Linked DNA regions of Nothobranchius furzeri: region 1 is linked to region 2. A link is a contact called in public Micro-C data. All regions are on one chromosome and are shown on one strand. The core of a region is the stretch at or near the end of the contact, and the rest is flanking DNA. Distances in the headings are between cores, read along the strand shown. Region 1 holds the start of ccnb1 (cyclin B1). Region 2 holds the start of npr2 (natriuretic peptide receptor 2).

Region 1 (2,700 bases), core at 190-2,689, 160 kb after region 2:
TATTCCCGGTAACCTCCTGACCCTGTAGGTAAGTGGGCCTGACGTTCTGCTCAACCTCCAGCTGACGGAGATACTTGTAGATGTCCTTCACATATTCACTGCAGAGCATGGGATTGTCATAGTCGTCCGCATCCACGTCCCTGACAGCGGTGTGGAGCAGGACGTCTGAAAACGCCTGGCAGAGATCAGCGGGTTTGCAGCTAGACGTCTCCATCGGAGTGGGCGAGGTGGGTTCAGGCGGCACCTGGAGCAGAGGAAGTTCAACACGTTTTACAGGTGCGTCAGCGCATGGATCGAATCAGGATTTAAACTAATCAGATGACTCACCTGAACTTCAGGCTCAGGGTCAGCAGCAATGACGACCGGAGGCTTGGGCTGTTCCACCTTTACCGCTTTAGGTACAACTTCAGGCTTCTTTGCAGCATCGATCTTGACATTCTAAATCCAAATATGGTCGTTGAAGCCCCCATGGAGAAATTAAATCACCTGGTGCTTCACTAGAGTTAAACTGAAGATTATACAGTCTTGACAAGTTTACGCAGGTACGCTAAACAGATCCGATTACCCACTTTAAAGTAAGCATCCCTAGTGAGGCAGCCAGGCTGCATCCAGGTGAGTCACCAAGGCTAGGGCGGGGCTTTAAGAAGGTGACATGTCCAATGCAAGAGTACCTTCTAGGTGGATGTGTGCATGAAAATGGCTTCTTCCAGGCACCGGGGCTCTGCAGCGCCCCCTACTTGAACGTGTTATTATGGGATTAAAAAAAACCTTTACCTGTCCACCACTTTATTTAAATAGCACGTTAACAGCAGCATGTCTGCTAGCATGTGCTCTACATGTTAGCAGCGCTTTAAAAGAAAATGACTTCATCACATCGAGTCTAAAGTAGACGCATGAAGTTCTCACGTGTGAATATTATTAATACCATAAAAACTCGAGTATTTAAAACTTCTCACCTTTTTCTGAACCTCTTTGTTCAGCGGGACGTTTCCGATCTCACCAAGCGCGCCTCGAGGCTTCTGCTTGGGCCCGTTCATGCAGGCCTTCCCTCCTCCGAGCTCGGTTCTGGTAGAACCGAGCCGAGTCTGCAGAGAAACAAAAGAGTCCTTTAGCCGCTGCTGCATGTCGTTCATCTATAAACACAAAATCCGCTTCAGGTTTGACTCTGAACTCTCAGCAGGACAGTGCCTGAACTGGTGAGGTACACCGAAGCACGGAAGCATTTTAAACGCTAATACTAATCATTCGACATGTTTCTAGGCGTGTTTACGCGGATAAAGAGCTGTAAGACCCGACTAAAGACTCACTCTGGTCACTCGAAGAGCCATTTTCAAGTCTGCGTGGTTCCGACAAGCAGTGAAAGAGTCGTAATGCCGAGCGAACGAGTTCAGCTAAAGACTCGCTGTCTTCGTTTAAATCCTCGTGCGCTGCAAGCTGATTCGCTGCGCTTTGACTTCTCCGAGCATCTGATTGGTCCATCAGGCAGGCAATGAATGCGTTTCCTAGACAACGTACGATCACGTGACATCCTCGTATTTCCTTTTCCTGTTGCGTCTTGCTATTTTCTCTGTTTTCTCCTGCTCGTTAGTCAGTGAAACCTCGATATAAATATAAATAACAGATCAGTATGTGTCAGTTTATAATTAGACCGCCATACACATTCATTAGCTTTTTATCAGCCTCTTAATTAGTTTATTCAGATTTGCTACTCACTTGTAGGTGTTTTTGAAACCACATGCTGTTTAAAAGTAAATGATTGTTCGGGGAGTGAAAACCAGTGCTTCCAGTTTGGCTCGTGCCTCTCATGTCTGAAATAAACCACAGCTGTTGATAAAATAGTAAAACTTGGGACTAAAAGATGCTTTCAAACAATGCACAAACATTTCGAAATACAAAATCACGATAAAATATTTTTGTTTTATGAGCAAACGTAAAAGTGAACATATGAATTTATTTTACTGAGAAAAATGTGTAGAATATTGCACACTTAATGGTTTAGAGAGTGTTTAGAAAATCGCAAAATAGACTTCTATGTGAAAATAGTAGAAACCTTGTAGCTTGCTCGTGTATTTGTGAACTTTTACAGAAATATGTACAGAAATGTCTGCGGACCCACATGGAGAGTCGTGATTAACGTTGGACGATGACAGGTGAGTTCCTGAGCCTGAATGTGCTGCACCATGGACGTCACTAGGATTGAGATATGGGGGGGCTTAGCCCCAGGAGCTTGACCTTGAACGTTTTTTGTCACACCCTGCAAAAACTTTGTCAATTAATTCATTATATGAAGAACATTTAACAAAACCTATTATTTCATCACTTTCTTTTCCTTTCCTACCTTTGTGCATTTTCTCTCTTCTTTTTATAAAAATAACACTTAATCAGTTAATTAGTGGGGTCTATGTTGAAGAAAGATTTTATGTAAGTCCATTAAAAATTAGATATGTTATATTTCCAAATAAAGCTATTCATTTCAGTCTACTGCACTTAACAGGGGGAAATGTTGTAGTCATTTATTTAATTTGTTGAATTACAACTTGTTTAATTATAACTGTTACTGAAATGTGACAATAAAGAACAAATGAATAATTGTCAAACTTTTATTCTGCCAAATGAGTGTGCAGTTGACAATTTTAATATATGAATAACACTGCTATGATATGGAATAAAGGAGTGTGTAATTAACTATTACAAGACAAA
Region 2 (2,700 bases), core at 80-2,579:
CAGCATGTAGATGTGAACAAATAAAAAAAAGTTAACTGAAAAAAATAAAATAAACCAAAATGATAGGGGGGCTTGTGATTATTTTAGGGGGGCTGAAGCCCCCCTAAAACGGACCTAACGACGTCAGCGGTAGCCAGGAAAATGTCATTAAAAACGTTATCAGTGCAGTGCGCCTCCGCCAGACCTCTCTTTATGACACTAAACCAAACGTTTATTTAGAAATAATATTATGAAGCTCAAACCGTAACATTTTTTCTGTAATAATTCTCCTCAGCAGGAGTTTGAGCGATTTGACTAAAATCGTTCCAACAGCAACTCTAACTGCGATTTTCACCTAAAACTGGTTATTTTAAAACTTTTAAACTAAAACAGTGAAACAGCAGGACAGAAACAAAAAATAAACACGAGATTAGAAAAATAAAAACGATTCTAGATCAAAGTAAAAAAAATAAACAATGAATATTTAGCAACCTATCAGAGAAAAGATAAAATAGGTGCAGATTTCCATTGTTTTAGAGCCTGTTAAGTGAAACGGAATCAAAAAGGAGTGAGGTTTTAGGTAAGAATGAACGGGTGGAAATATAGTCAGGCAACAAAATCGGATGAAAGCGTTAAAGCTTTGGTTTAAAGTTGATCAGCCAAACAGTGAAGACAGCAAAATAAACCAGAACAAATCAGATCGATTCCACAAAAAGACAGATAATGTTTTATCATTTTAAACATTTTAAACATAAAGTCAAAGCAAACAGGAAAAAGCTTTGATTACAAATCTTTATTATTCTGTCCTTTTTTTTATCAGAAAGACTCTTGGTGCAGAGCGTGAGGCAGCCTGCAGGGGGAGACTCGTTCCTGTACTTCTCTTTTATTTCTATAGACTTTTTAAATTCGCACACAGTAAAAAGAAAAAGCTGAATTTTAACTCGGTTTGCTTTAAATCTTGATTTTAGAAGCAAAAAAGTCAGATTTTTTTTAGATTTGCTTCATAATTTTTGGGAAACAACATCAGAGTTATTATTTAAATTCGGCGTGCTGATCAGAGAACAACAACAGTCAAATATATTTAGTAGCTCCGCTGAAGCTGACAGGAACTCGGAGGTTCTGGTCCAGGACCTGGAGAACCCGTTCGTGTCAGTGTGACGTTTGTAGGGGGAGGGGGGCTGCTGTGATTTAAGCCCCAGCCACCCGGACGTTTGTTATCACTCTGAGGGAGTCTGGCACCGGAGGACCGCGCTGCACCGGGAAACGCGCTGTGGAAACTACAACTCCCTCTAAGGTGGATTTTACGCAGCGGGACGCATGGCGCAGACCGGCACAGCGGGATAACGCCTTTACCGACTCTCGCTGACTTTAGCAACAAACAGCAGGACCCCTCTGGTGTGGAGTGACCGATCCGTGGCCGGCAGTGCCTCCTCTCCGCGCTGTGCGCCCTCCGTGTCCGTGCGTCGCTCTCCAGGACCAGAGACATGGGATGCAGGAGCGCGCTCGGATGCTGCCTGTTCGCAGCGCTGTCCTGCTGCCTCCTCCGCGGCTGCAGGAGCAACATCACGGTGGCCGTGATGTTACCGGACGACCACCAGAAGTACCCGTGGGCTCTGCCGCGCGTCTTCCCGGCCATCCTCATGGCGCACGAAGACCTGGCCGGTAAACACAAGCTGCTGCTCGGCCGCACCATCCGGATCCTGAACTACAGCACGGAGGACCCCGCCGCGCGCACGTGCGCGGTGAGCCGGGCGCAGGTGCTGGCAGTGGACGCGAAGCTCTACGTGCGCCCGGATGTGTTCTTCGGACCGGGTTGCGTGTACCCGCTGGCCTCCGTGGCGCGCTTCGCGTCCCACTGGAAGTTGCCGCTGATCACCGCAGGAGGCCCCGCGCACGGCTTCGACGACCGGGTGGAGTACCGGACCATCGTGCGCAGCGGGCCCACCACCACCAAGATGGGGGACTTTGCCAACGCGCTGCACACGCACTTCAACTGGACGTCCCGGGCCGCGGTGGTCTTCTACGACCTGCGGCAGGACGACCGGCCGCACTACTTCCTGACCGAGGGCATCTTCTTCAACCTGGACCGGGAGATGAACGTGACGATCGAGGCCCGACCGTACACCGACGAGACCGACTACAAGGAGCTGATCGCGTTCATGCAGGAGAACGGGAGGAGTAAGTTCAGCAGAGCTCCACTTTCTCACCCTCAGAGCCCAAAGTTCAGCTGCTGATGGGCTTCTGTTGACGTCACCGGTTTAATATCACAACAGCAGAAACGGATCTGAGCTAAATAATAGATACTTAATAAATCCCTCCTCACCATGAAACGTTTCAGCTTAATAAAACCACCTGAAGCTGAAGCACTCTTTACTTGATGGTTTAAAAACACAAACATTCACTCAGAAACAAGGAGCTGGAGGATCCAGAAGGCCTCAGCTGGAATATTTGTGCTGATTTGTGGAAAAGTTGCAGACAGCTGCAGAGATGGTCTCAAACAGGCTCGTTTCTGCAGCACTTTTATGAAATCAGCTTTAAAACTTAGGTTTTCCCCCTAAATCTGAGGCTGATTTTGATATCCAGAGATAACTTGTGAGCACAGAAACCCAGAATGGAGGAAACATCTGGAGGGAATCACCTCTGGAAGCAGCTCAACGTCTCCATGCTTCCAGACAGCAGGCCCGGCAGCGTTCCGGTTCTCCTGACCCACTGTAACACGGA

The links. A called contact is a pair of places that touch in the nucleus more often than the background predicts.
Region 1: a contact with region 2 is called in a Micro-C map of tail fin, with 5 times the contacts expected there. The contact joins the promoter of ccnb1 here to the promoter of npr2 in region 2. A contact is called at or near these places in 2 of 2 Hi-C or Micro-C datasets (skeletal muscle and tail fin).

What each region holds. Positions count from the first base shown.
Region 1 is chr6:73,743,948-73,746,647 of NfurGRZ-RIMD1, forward strand. ccnb1 (cyclin B1) reads right to left here and starts at 1,440. Exons shown (of 8, transcript XM_015943464.3): 1 at 1,308-1,440; 2 at 957-1,085; 3 at 328-438; 4 at 1-244. The coding sequence starts at 1,328.
Region 2 is chr6:73,579,999-73,582,698 of NfurGRZ-RIMD1, forward strand. It overlaps npr2 (natriuretic peptide receptor 2), which reads left to right and starts at 1,330. Exons shown (of 22, transcript XM_054744692.2): 1 at 1,330-2,157. The coding sequence starts at 1,464.